Regions from separate parts of the Drosophila melanogaster genome. Here regions 2 and 3 are each linked to region 1. The links are chromatin contacts, called in public HiChIP or PLAC-seq maps. All regions are on one chromosome and are shown on one strand. Each heading gives the region's core, a stretch centred on a gene start, on an enhancer-like site or on the middle of the called end of the contact. The rest is flanking DNA. Distances are from core to core; before and after follow the strand shown. Region 1 overlaps Myo81F (Myosin 81F). Region 2 overlaps Myo81F (Myosin 81F). Region 3 overlaps Myo81F (Myosin 81F).

What was found. HiChIP or PLAC-seq counts read pairs in DNA pulled down with a chosen protein or histone mark.
Region 2: a Pc HiChIP or PLAC-seq map of the Kc167 cell line shows a contact between it and region 1, with 2.3 times the contacts expected there. The contact joins two enhancer-like sites. A contact is called at or near these places in 2 of 6 datasets of contacts at active chromatin or transcription factors (both in the Kc167 cell line).
Region 3: a contact with region 1 is called in a Pc HiChIP or PLAC-seq map of the Kc167 cell line, with 4 times the contacts expected there. The contact joins two enhancer-like sites.

What each region holds. Positions count from the first base shown.
Region 1 is chr3R:1,020,740-1,024,639 of dm6, forward strand. The region is part of intron 5 of Myo81F (Myosin 81F); the gene reads left to right. Among named protein-coding and RNA genes, the nearest start is that of lncRNA:CR46123, 340 kb to the right of the region's middle. Within about 2 kb of position 1,897, at least 1 of the 39 cell types and tissues checked has an H3K27ac peak or open chromatin away from gene starts, as enhancers often do. A contact at or near this core is called in the Kc167 cell line, where this site is marked.
Region 2 is chr3R:869,966-873,887 of dm6, forward strand. The region is part of intron 3 of Myo81F (Myosin 81F); the gene reads left to right. Among named protein-coding and RNA genes, the nearest start is that of Myo81F, 300 kb to the left of the region's middle. Within about 2 kb of position 2,151, at least 1 of the 39 cell types and tissues checked has an H3K27ac peak or open chromatin away from gene starts, as enhancers often do. A contact at or near this core is called in the Kc167 cell line, where this site is marked.
Region 3 is chr3R:771,315-774,844 of dm6, forward strand. The region is part of intron 1 of Myo81F (Myosin 81F); the gene reads left to right. Among named protein-coding and RNA genes, the nearest start is that of Myo81F, 210 kb to the left of the region's middle. Within about 2 kb of position 2,012, at least 1 of the 39 cell types and tissues checked has an H3K27ac peak or open chromatin away from gene starts, as enhancers often do. A contact at or near this core is called in the Kc167 cell line, where this site is marked.

The DNA.
Region 1 (3,900 bases), core at 647-3,146:
ATTTAATATGACCCTAAATTAGAGCCCCAAAGATACGCTCAAGCTGTCTTAAGTTCGTCTATCAGGTGATTTCAGGTGTTAAATTCAATGTCTTTGTTAAATGTGTGGGTTCTGCCAGTGACCATTTTGTAGGGGGCAAGCTTGATTGCGGAATAGATCGCATTATTATTGGTGATAAGTGTTTTGGACAATAGCTCGTATTCGACTGGCAATTTCTGGCCATTGTGAGTGTTTAAAATTATTCTGTAGATTTCTGTAAGAGTGGAGTGATTTTAAAGAGTATGTCGATTAAAGTCAGATTAAAGGTGCTATCGATACAGTTAATGTCGATATGGATTATATAAAAGTATTCGCGTTTTAAGTGGAGAAAGGTGATTGTTATTATTGTGAGAGATGATTTAATCTTGTTCTTGGCAAATTAAGGATGAATAATTAAGGAAGAATAAGTAAGTAATTTGATTTTTGGGTTGGCTTATACTTGTTTTACAATAGTACTGGTTTTGTTCAAGCGGTTTCGTCGGCGAGGACGGATCATGTCTTATTAGGTTTCAATGTTTGTTTGAGTATGTTTGGACAATCATTGCAGTAAAATAGGGGTTTGTAGTACTCTTTTTTAATTTTTTATACTTTATACATAAAGCGTAATTGGTACCTTTTGTCTTAGGAAACTTTTAGGATGAGTTGATCGTTAAAATCGTTGATGGCTTGTCGGATTTGGGTAGATTTGGGGCATGTTCGGGAACCGTTTCGTTGTGCTTCAAGTTAGCGTCTGCCCTGCTTAATTCGTCGGCCATGACATTTTGGGAGTCAGGAAAGTAAACTTCCTGTCGAACAAATGTGGTCTGAAATACTGAACGACCCGAATGATCACCAACAATACTTTTTCTATGGTCTGTGTGTCACATACATTCAGTGGGTTTTGAGCACATTACTTTGTTGCGCATGACGCTTTGTTTGATTGGCCTGGAACCTATGCTGTGCTTTATAATACGCGTACGTCCAAAGCCTTCTTATTCGTATGATGTGATTTTGCTTTTGACTTTGCTAAGTGTGTTTTGCTGATCGGTAGATAGTTCGTAGTTTTTGGTCGTAATGTCAGTCTCCGATGCTATCAATAATTTAGCTGAGTGAGATGTTTTAGATCAGGAATGATAAAGAACGTTACGGTTTATTATGAGTCATATTTAATTTCTACGATTAATCTCCCCTTGACCAAACATTCCGAGTTATTTGTGGTACTGATGTGTCCGACACAATTACATAATTGAGGGTGATTACTTTTTTACTGAAGCGCTTAAGACTAATAACGCGGCATATGACTGATCCTCATTTACAATATCCCGTATACATTCGGCTGTCTCTGTTAAAAAATATAGCCGATATTAAGCGCTTATGACTGTCGCAAACTCTTTACCAACACATTCTGGCTCGCGAGGTTGATCTCTTGTGTTTATAGTCGTAGCCATCCGAATATTCGGCTTGTAGCTTCTTTTTACGGAGTTGGCATATTCTGACATGTTTTGTGTGCAACCGCGTTTCCTTTCTCGTCTGAACTGCTGTGGCCTATAACTGAGTGTCTTGACCCAGACTTTTTGTCTCCTTATACATCTAATGTTTCGGATGCGGCAACTGGGTGTTGGCTGATGCATCCTTCCTCCGGTTTTTGCGAGCTTACAAGTCTGGCATTGAGGTTTAATTACATTCTTAGCTCCGCAATGGCCTAGGGACGAAAGAGCTTTTCATACCATTCATTAGCGTTTTCTTTAAAGAAGAAGTGTAAATGGTCACACAGGATCTGTCGGTCTCCGTTAAGGTTTTGTTGGGCTAGGGATAAGGTAAAGGAATTCTTCGGTCTGAAGGCCATCACGTGCGCCATCCAATTTAATTCGCCAACTCTGGATTATGTTTGGCACTTTTTCCGGATTAACTGACAAGTTCGACGTTTTGCTAGTCACACTGATATGCTGTCGATTAGCGTTGATTAGAAGATGGTCTCAACGCTGTACACTACCGTGGCCTCTATTTGGCCTAGACCAAATTGGTACTTAATTGTTCTGCTGCTGTTATTTCAACCTGCAAGAAATTATTCTTTGGCTGCATATAGAGGTCGTGCACTTCTAGAGATGCTCTGAGCTGTCGATATATATATATGTGATATCGTAAATACACATTGACAATAACATAAACAAACAAAGTAAATTAAAAAAAATAGACTTCGTTTACTGATCTGCTCAAAATTCCAATGAATGGGGCTGTCTTTTGTTCAGGTTCACTAGATCGATTCTCTTGGCCGAACTATTTCTTCTCGCCAGGCGTTGTATTTAGTGGGACAGGCGGAACGCGCAATTTGTCTGAGTTAATTTGATAAGTCAGTTAATTGCTCGGGAGTCGCATCTCGAGAAGCAGGTGATTCATTAATAATTTTCATTCGCTAATTAAGAGAAGATCGCCGTACCCATATGTGAAAAGCAGAAACGTGTCAGAAAAGCATTAAACTGAGCCGACTTAATCTGTGAACGGTTGTTCGTTAGGATCGCCTAGGGGTGCCTCGCCGAAGGTTTAAAATACGTGCTTCACTAGGAAATCTAGGATTTTGTCAGACGTAAATTTCTTCAATAACTGCAACAGATAAAACTTTGAAAGGTGATCGGCTATGATAAATAACCCGGTATTCTTCTCCTTAGACCTAAAAAGTCCATATACAATTTTTGAAATGGCCTGTCCGACGTCATTGGCCTGCCCGTGGGTGGCCTAAGGATTACGTTTGCACCTTTAGTGGCTTTACACGTAGTTCATCTAGATTTGTACGAACGGATTTGAGTGATCATACGCGGCCCAAAGTGATCATACGGTTCAGGTTTCTGTGCCATCTCTAAGAGTGGAAGGCACCCACAGTTTCTATGATGCACTATCTAAACTTTTCCTTTCACTATCTAATGCAGAAAAGCAAAAGAATTAGTTAATTTGTTTAAACTAGTAATAAAGACCTTCGCTGGTTAAACAAACACAAATGTAAATTCACAACGGAGAAAAAACAAGACCGTTCGCTTTAAAACTAGGAAGACGTCAGTGATCATCCATTAGGTCAGGCCAACGCTCTTCCCAGAACCGCCTTTACCGACCAATGATTCCACTGTCCTTCTGACCACGCCAGGCTCTTGGCGTCTCTGCAAATGCACCACCTGCCGGCTCGAAAAGGGATTAGGATGTTATGGGAGCAGGGTGTATCGTCCGTAAGGTCATGCCAACGCTCTTCTCAAATGGGATTGTTTCATTAGTTATTTTAAATTTGCAAAATAAAAATGTATTAATATTGTTGCCAATAATTTTAAAGTGTTTATTTTAATGGAACTGTGTTGTGTATTAAAAGTTATAGAATTTCGAAGAATATAAAGTTTTAAACTTTACAAAAAACTTTAAAAAATCACCACAAAAAGTGACAAAAACGATGTTTTGACAGTATTTTGCGGGTTCTCAATGTGGGTGTCCCAAAAATGTTTTCGGTAAATCAATCGAAATTTCTATCGGTATATAAAAAACATTTAAGCCACTTCCTCTCTAACGGCCACACCAGAAATTTTATATCATTTTGTGTAAGCGGCACTGGCATAATCTTCCTCTTCTAGAACTCATTGCTCCAGACGTTGTACGGATGGTTGCAGAGGCAGACTTCCATAACGAGTTTAAATCACTTTTGGTATAAAACAATATTTTAATATTCATTTTAAGCTGGTTGAAAACTTTTACTATACTGAAGTCAACACCTTATTGATCTACATGTGCGGTAACGTGTTTTTTCTGCGTCGACCGCTGGCTTGTGTTTTCCGCAAATTTTTCCTCTAGATATTTTGTCTTGGTTTCACAGTAATTTCCCATATCGCAATCAGATTTGTTGTGACG
Region 2 (3,922 bases), core at 901-3,400, 150 kb before region 1:
ATAATTTCAATAATGAGTACTTAGTTAGTAAATCCGGTCCTTCATGGAATGATACAAGTAATCTATGTAGCTCGAGGAAATCTCGCTCCAAGCACGTTTAATAGCTGCAGGTAACGCCTCCTTGTCTTCGTATTGCTTTCCTCCTTCGTATACTTTCCGTGTTAGCCAGCCCCAAGCATTCTTAATTACGTTAAGATCTTGAGAATATGGTAGCCAGGTCATATTAAGGTTTTGACTCGAAATAAAAGATTTTACTACTCGAGAATTATGAATAGGAGTATTGTCTTGTTGAAAAATTCAAGGAATTGGTCCAAAGAGATCTTTTAATGTTGGAAATACGGACTCCAACAATGTTTGGAAGCTATCACCGTTCATCTTTTGATCGATAAAAATCAAGTCAATTGTTCCATAAAATGTGATAGCACCCCACACCATTATTCCCCCTTCTCGGCTATGGTGGCGACTTAAACATAGCTCATCTCTCCGCAAATCGTGATAATAATATTGAAATCCATCAAGGCCATCTAAATTAAAACGTTTTTCATCAGTAAAGACATCTGAACGGCAATCATTTAGACGAGTTTCAGATTGGACATTCCACGTCATGTTTTCCTTCGCGAATTGAAATCATTTTTCCGTGCATATTACATTCAAGGGGGGGGTTTTCCTAGATTTTTAGACGCTTCACGTGTTCTGAATTTCTTTGTACGCTGAACAGTTGATAAGCTTGCTTTTACTCTGGCCAATTCCTTGATCTTAAGGCTAGCCAACCAATATTAAAAATGCAGCTTTCGCTGGAGTAGAATTCTTGAGCGAGTGCTCTTTATTATAATTGAAATCAAACTGAACTTATTCTATTTTAAAAAAGCTATTTTTTAAAGCCGGCAAGCTGACCGCTCGCCCAGCAAGCCGACCGCTCGCCCAGCAAAGTGCTGACACGAGCAGAAACAGCATACTTCCCCATACTGGGAAGACCATTGGGAACCAGACACGGCCCCAACAGATGTTTATGCTAAATCTGCATATAAAATGTTAGGGTAACAACCCCGGACTTTTATCGACTTAAGTTTTATTAGCAGTGTTAACTTATATATATATATAAATACACCACAATAGATAGGTTAAGTTGTTATTAATCTGTAGATAGATAGATTAATGGAATACATAAGTTAAAAGAATGGTTGTGTATTTCGATGAGTTAATTTTACAAGGTATATGATGCCTTTCCGACCGTATTTGGTATATAAATTAATAAAGTCATGGCGTTGCAGGGGGGATCCCTCGCTGCAGTCACAGAGATATTGCCAGTTGGCTGCTAATCTTCTGATAACCCCCGTACGGTGGCGGAGGGCTATTAACATCACTTACGGTGATTAGGTTGGGGAGATGACTGTCTTCCTTATGGCTACTGGCCTAGAGACTCAGATAGATATGGTAGTTTAAATCAATAATGACAGATTTGCCGGAGTCGGTTCTACGAGCTGTGCTCTTTATTAATATAAAGATATAAATATAAAAAAAAAAAAAAATAACAATATGCTTGGTCAGCAATTTGACCGGTGCTAGAGCGCGGACGATCGGTCCGGTTAACTCAGTTAACTACTCCCACTTCAAGATTAAGGCCGCCCTCGGCCGACCCTATTTGGGTGAGAACTTCCTTCAGTTGGGCTGCAGATCTTTTGGCCCTAGTGGCTCGCAGACAGGTTAGGCCGAAGCAGATAAGAGCGCATTAAATTGCTTCCGCAATTAGCGCTTCGAATTTCTTAATCTGCTCCAAATTATTTTCACTCGAGCGTTGTAGATATGGGAGGCTCAGGATCTCTTGTTTCATCGAGATATTCAGGACAGGGGAGTTAGCTACTCCCGGTGATCTTTTCTGCACCATGTCGTGATTTTTGAAGATGTTCTCATTGACCATAGCATATTAAGTGCGTGCCTCCAATGTGAATGAGTGCTGGTCTATCGTTGATGACGATTATCCCTTTGTCGACGTAGGTGATAGGATGCATGTCGCTCTGCTGTGTATTGCAATGTGCTATGCCCAGCGTGGAGTTCTTGGGCACACGAGCTCACCATAGATAACTGGCAGAACGTCGCCCCGGGATTTCTCCGTTGCACTCCGCCACCACATAATCCTCTAACCTCAACACCGTATCATGGTGTACCACTGAAAGGACGGTGATTTTCTTACACGCAATAATGATCTTGGGGAATTTTATTATAAAATGCAGAATGTTAAGGGATTGTAAAACTTTAACGGACGCACCGGACAAAATTTCCCTAATGGGGGTGTTGATGGGCTCCTCGCCCAAAACATTCTCCAAGTCTGCATGGTCCAGGAAGTTTGACTATCAATGTTAATCTTTGCGAGTGTGATTGTCAAAATAAGGTTCTGTCAATAGCATTTCGTAAAGGTGGCGTGTATCAATTTGTGCATTTTTTGAGACCTTTAGAATCTGATTAACTGTGTAAATAAGTTCGTTAATTCGAACCTGTGTTTTAGTATTAATTTCAATTTGACTACTGTGTGCATTAATGAGCCGTGCTTCATTGAACCTTATCTTCTCAAATTCTTCGGCGTCAGGTGTTCCTTCGACAACCTTCAACGCAGTTTCGTCAAGAACTCGACTATACTCAGAGAGGCTTGATAGGCCGATGTCACGGCTAGGAGACAGAGCAGAAGCGTTGGAAACAGCCTATAAAATTTGTGGTTGATTAAAACATGTTCGAACTAAAGTTGCCCACCACCAATAGATATAAAAAATTGATGCCGAGCGGTTATGAATAATGAAAACTATGCCAAGTGGCTAAGGGTAATGAAAAATAATAAAAACTTATGCCAAGTGGCTATAAATAATAAAAAGGTAACTGAAAACTTATGCCGAGTACCTACAAATAATAGAAAATAAAAACCTCGAGGGAATCGCAACGTCCTGCTTGGGTTACTTGAGGTTGTCTTTTCGGACCACCACCACCGCCCCGATGGTCCTCTCCTCACATAAGGGAGTGAGTTTGTTGCCTAGTCGTCTGTTTGACTTTACTAGGACCTTATCACCGACCTGGAGCAATCTGTTCCGCCGAGAAACTTTTTTTCGGTTTCTTGCCAAATTTTGGGCGTTTTTGATTTTTTCCTGGACATCACTTTGCGGATCATCCCGATCTGCCAGCATGAACTCGGCCGGTTTCCTGTTAATAACAGGGGTGATGGACTTGTTATATCTGGCTGCGGTCAGCAAGATTAACTTCGCCGTGTCACTTATGCCTTTGTCCATTTTTAGACATCTAGCGATTTCGATTAACGTGCTGTGGAAGCGCTCCACCTGTCCGTTTGAGACGCTATGGAGGGGCGGTGCATTCGGGATGCTGACGCCGATGCTGTTCGGTGGTGAAGATTTCTCTTCTTTCGGCGACCGCGTAAGTGTCGGTGACCCTGTTTTTACAATGCCAGAACTTTGTGGCCGGAAACTGTCGAACCACATCGTCTTGGATTAATGCCCGTGTGTGAAGATCACAGTGGAAGGCTTTTACACCATTAGGAATAATGGTGTTAGCAAGTTCCTCTAGCAAAGTCTGTTTGCACGAGAAATTGTTCGAGTGACGCCTCTTATTCCCAAAAAGTGTAAAGGTGCGTTTCCATGGGGAGCGCGCCTCTTCTAAAAATATTTGCTTCTGGAAGCAATTCACGGGTTTGTCCCTGGACTCGATATTATGTGTAAGCGAAAGTTCGCTGTGAAGCGTGGCCGCGCATGACTCTGGTTCGTGGTTTCTAACAGCATTGAGGGAGAGGGCATCGGCAACGAGATTATTTTTTCCGGGCTTGTAAAAAATTCGTGCGTGAGTTCTTGGTGTTCGGGTTGGATTCCGGCACTGCAAATGTCAAGGGTTGGTGCTCGGTAAAGATGTTTAATTCTTTGACCGCATA
Region 3 (3,530 bases), core at 762-3,261, 250 kb before region 1:
CACCATTCTATCACATAGCCAACAAGTCATTTTTGGCTGCTCAGGTTTTATAACCTGGCAACAATTTTTATAAAAGCAGACTACATTTACGGTTTTCATGTTTATCTGAAATCAGACCACTGTGCATGAAAACACAAGATCAAAACATTCAAGTGAGCTGTTAAAAGAATCACACGAGAGCAATCTGCACGCTCAGAAATTTATATTTTGTGTTGGAGAGCGAAGGAGCGAGTGAGAGCGAGAGAATGGGTGCACAGTGCAGTTTCTGTGCATGCAAAAAACAACACCAAACAGCACTGCGAACAACGCACAAAAGGGAGGGTAAACAAAACACTAAGAAGAAAATTGCAAAATACTTTATATATTTGTTTAAACTACTACACAAATCACATAGAATCACAGGAAACCCCCACTCCTCCGGACTGGGTGATAGGAGCACGACATCAGCAAGAATTGACCCACTCAAGAATAGACCACACAGCACTCCATATTTTCGGCAATCCGACTCACCCACATAAGAGTGTGCGACGCAGCATTTAGCTATAACACTTACACATGTAGTATTAAGGCACTATGTATTTCCTATGTACTTTTCTCAGCGGAGGTCTCGTTGTGACCACCGCTGCAAATAAAGATCAGATTGATTTTGTCATTCGAACAAGTATCACGCCTTCTTCTCTAAAAACCCAAACTTGGAACTTCGGACCAAACCCACACCAAACTCTCAGAACCACCAACTACATTCAGGACATAGAATCCTGAATCTTAACTGGCGCAGCCGACGACTACGAACCGGAATGGATCGCTTTTTAATGATGTTATTGTAAGCATACACATATGTACACTAGTGATGGTTATCTGTGAGTAGTAAAATTTTGTAAATTGAAAAGTTCGGAGTATAAAGTAATACAGAAAGAAGAGAAATAAGAAGGTGCGACATGGGAAGCAAAAGAGTGAAGAAGAGCAAGTTAAGTATCGTGTGGTGTTGTGATAAAAGTGATTAGGGGACAGCAATAGAAAAGGAATTATTTGGCGAGACAAGTGGGAATTTGGTGACAATATGATCAAAAAAAGAAAAGAAGAATAAAGGAAAAACAAATAAAAAAAAAAACAAAAAAAAAAAAAAATTAAATAAAATAATTTAGATAAATAACAGGGGTGTTGAAGAATACGAAAGAAGTTTGGCCAAATGATTTTTTTATATAGCTGGTAGACTGAATTTGAGTCAGAAATTTGTTCGTTCCCTTTTGTTTTAATTGTGCTGTTTGGACATAGTAATTGGCAGTGCTCTGCCGTCCCATCGCGGTTCTGCAGAGTACGGCCAATTTGTTTTTGTTGTGTCACAAAGAAAAGTAAATAAAATGAGATAGGTCAGGAATAGCCTCTGCAGTCCCATCGTGTGTTCTGCAGAGCGCGGTAAAGGTACATGTTGGTATGAAGTAATAAAGAAAGAAAAGAAACAAAGAAAAAAAAAAAAAGAATAAAGAGAAAAGTAAAGTTATTGCTGAAACATATCTGCAGTCCCATCGCGTGTTCGGCAGATTGTGCAATATTTTTTTGTTTTGAATGTCAATGTTAAATGAAAAAGAAAAAGGAAGAAAAATGAAAAATATTGGAGGAATAACTCTACAGTCCCATCGTGTGTTCTGTAGGTTATCGCAATATTTTTGTTGCGAGTTGCTATAAAAAAGAGAAAGAAAATAAAGGAATGTAAAAAGAGCAAAGATAAATACATAGAGTTAGCCTCTGTAAGTCCCATCGCGTATTCTGCAGAGGACTGCTCAAAGTGTAAGGGCACTCCCATGTCGTAGTCCTTAAGGAAGGAACTTCCAACAGTATGAAGGTAGATTGGTCATTTTTTAATAAAGATGTTTTTTCATTATGTTGCGTTAAATAATAAAGAAGGAAATACAAATATACACTAACTTGCCTAAAGTATTGACAATTGCGAATTTTATACCTTCACAGGTAGAAATCAAGAACACAACACCTGAGAGCCTCAACCACCACCTTATATACAAATTCTACACATCTTAGTACCTAAGTAAAATAAGTACATTTTTTAGAATTCAGATTGAGTCACATGTGAGCGTGCTTTTCTTAAAAGATATAATAAAAGTGGACTTAATGCCTAACATAAGTAAAGTTACAAATCTAAGTAAGCCCACCCAAATTACCACTAGAGCAGTCAGTAAAAGGAAGGTTGTTAGCGAGAAAGAGGTACAGGATAGTTCATTGTCATTAAGACCAAGAGTTCCGTCCGCTAGTTCAAATATGGATTCGAGTACTACCTCATCGCCGCCTCTAACCGCCAATATGGGCATAAATCCTGTTGAATTGGTGGCATCAATGAGGGTCGTGTCGCAAACAGTCCTCACGACATTCGTTGGGGGACTGCTGGGAAACCTCGGGGGTATAGTCAGAGCCTGGAGGCCGCAAGACCTCGAAGAAGCGTATGACGTAGCCATCAAAGAGAGGAACCTGTATTTTTCTGAAAGTTCGGCGTACAGTCAACAAAGGCAGCCAATGAGGCAGAACGATCGTTTTCGCCCAAATTACAATCAATACCAAAATAGGGACCGGGATCACTTCCAAAACAGGGCCTATAACCAGTACCAAAGTAGGGATCGTTACCAATACCAGAACAGGGACAATAATCGCTACAGCCGTAATACATACGAGAACAACAACAGGAACTCTAGATATCCAGCCATTTTGCCAAGCGATGATACGCCGAGTACATCAAACGCTGCGGCAAAGAAGAACGCTAATGTGAACAGGCCAAGTACAAACGGACAAAGACTGTTTAACATTGAGACAAACACCAAGACAAACGATACTGATTCTGCACATAACTTCGAAGAGGACGAAAATTTTCGGGCAGGAGCCTCGAAAAACAAACAGGATTCTTGAGTAAATTTCAGTTGGACGCTAACTTGCCGTATTTAATTCTGTCGTTTCAAAACAATAGCAACTTAAAATTCCTGGTAGATACGGGGGCTCAAGGCTCTTTTATCACCCCTAAATTTGTACCAGATATAGCAAAGATCGCTTTGGAAAAACCCATTTCTATTAATACAGTTTTACAAGAACACCCAATTTCACAGATGGCAATATTACCAATTTTCGAGCAAGAGAGAGAATTCCCTTTTCTAATGTTTGACTTTCACCAATTTTTCGATGGATTAATAGGCTTGAATATTCTAACCCAGTTGCCAGCTATAATCGATATCGCACAATTGACTTTCACGTTGCCCAATACAATTCTGCCCTTGAGGGAAATTAAGAAGGAATCTAAATCCTTAATCAAGGTTCCAGTTAGTGTCAAGGAGGGGCCCTTTTTGTGTGAACACATTCGTCTCGGTGACGATTTTTTCATCACAACAATTTTTTTTTCGATACAACTGTATCGATTATGCAGAAGATTTACAAACCTAGATAAACTCTCATTTACCAATCAGGTGAAACACGAAATAGGGACGACGGACGAAAGACCCATATTTTGTAGACCATTTAGGTTCAGTCCAACG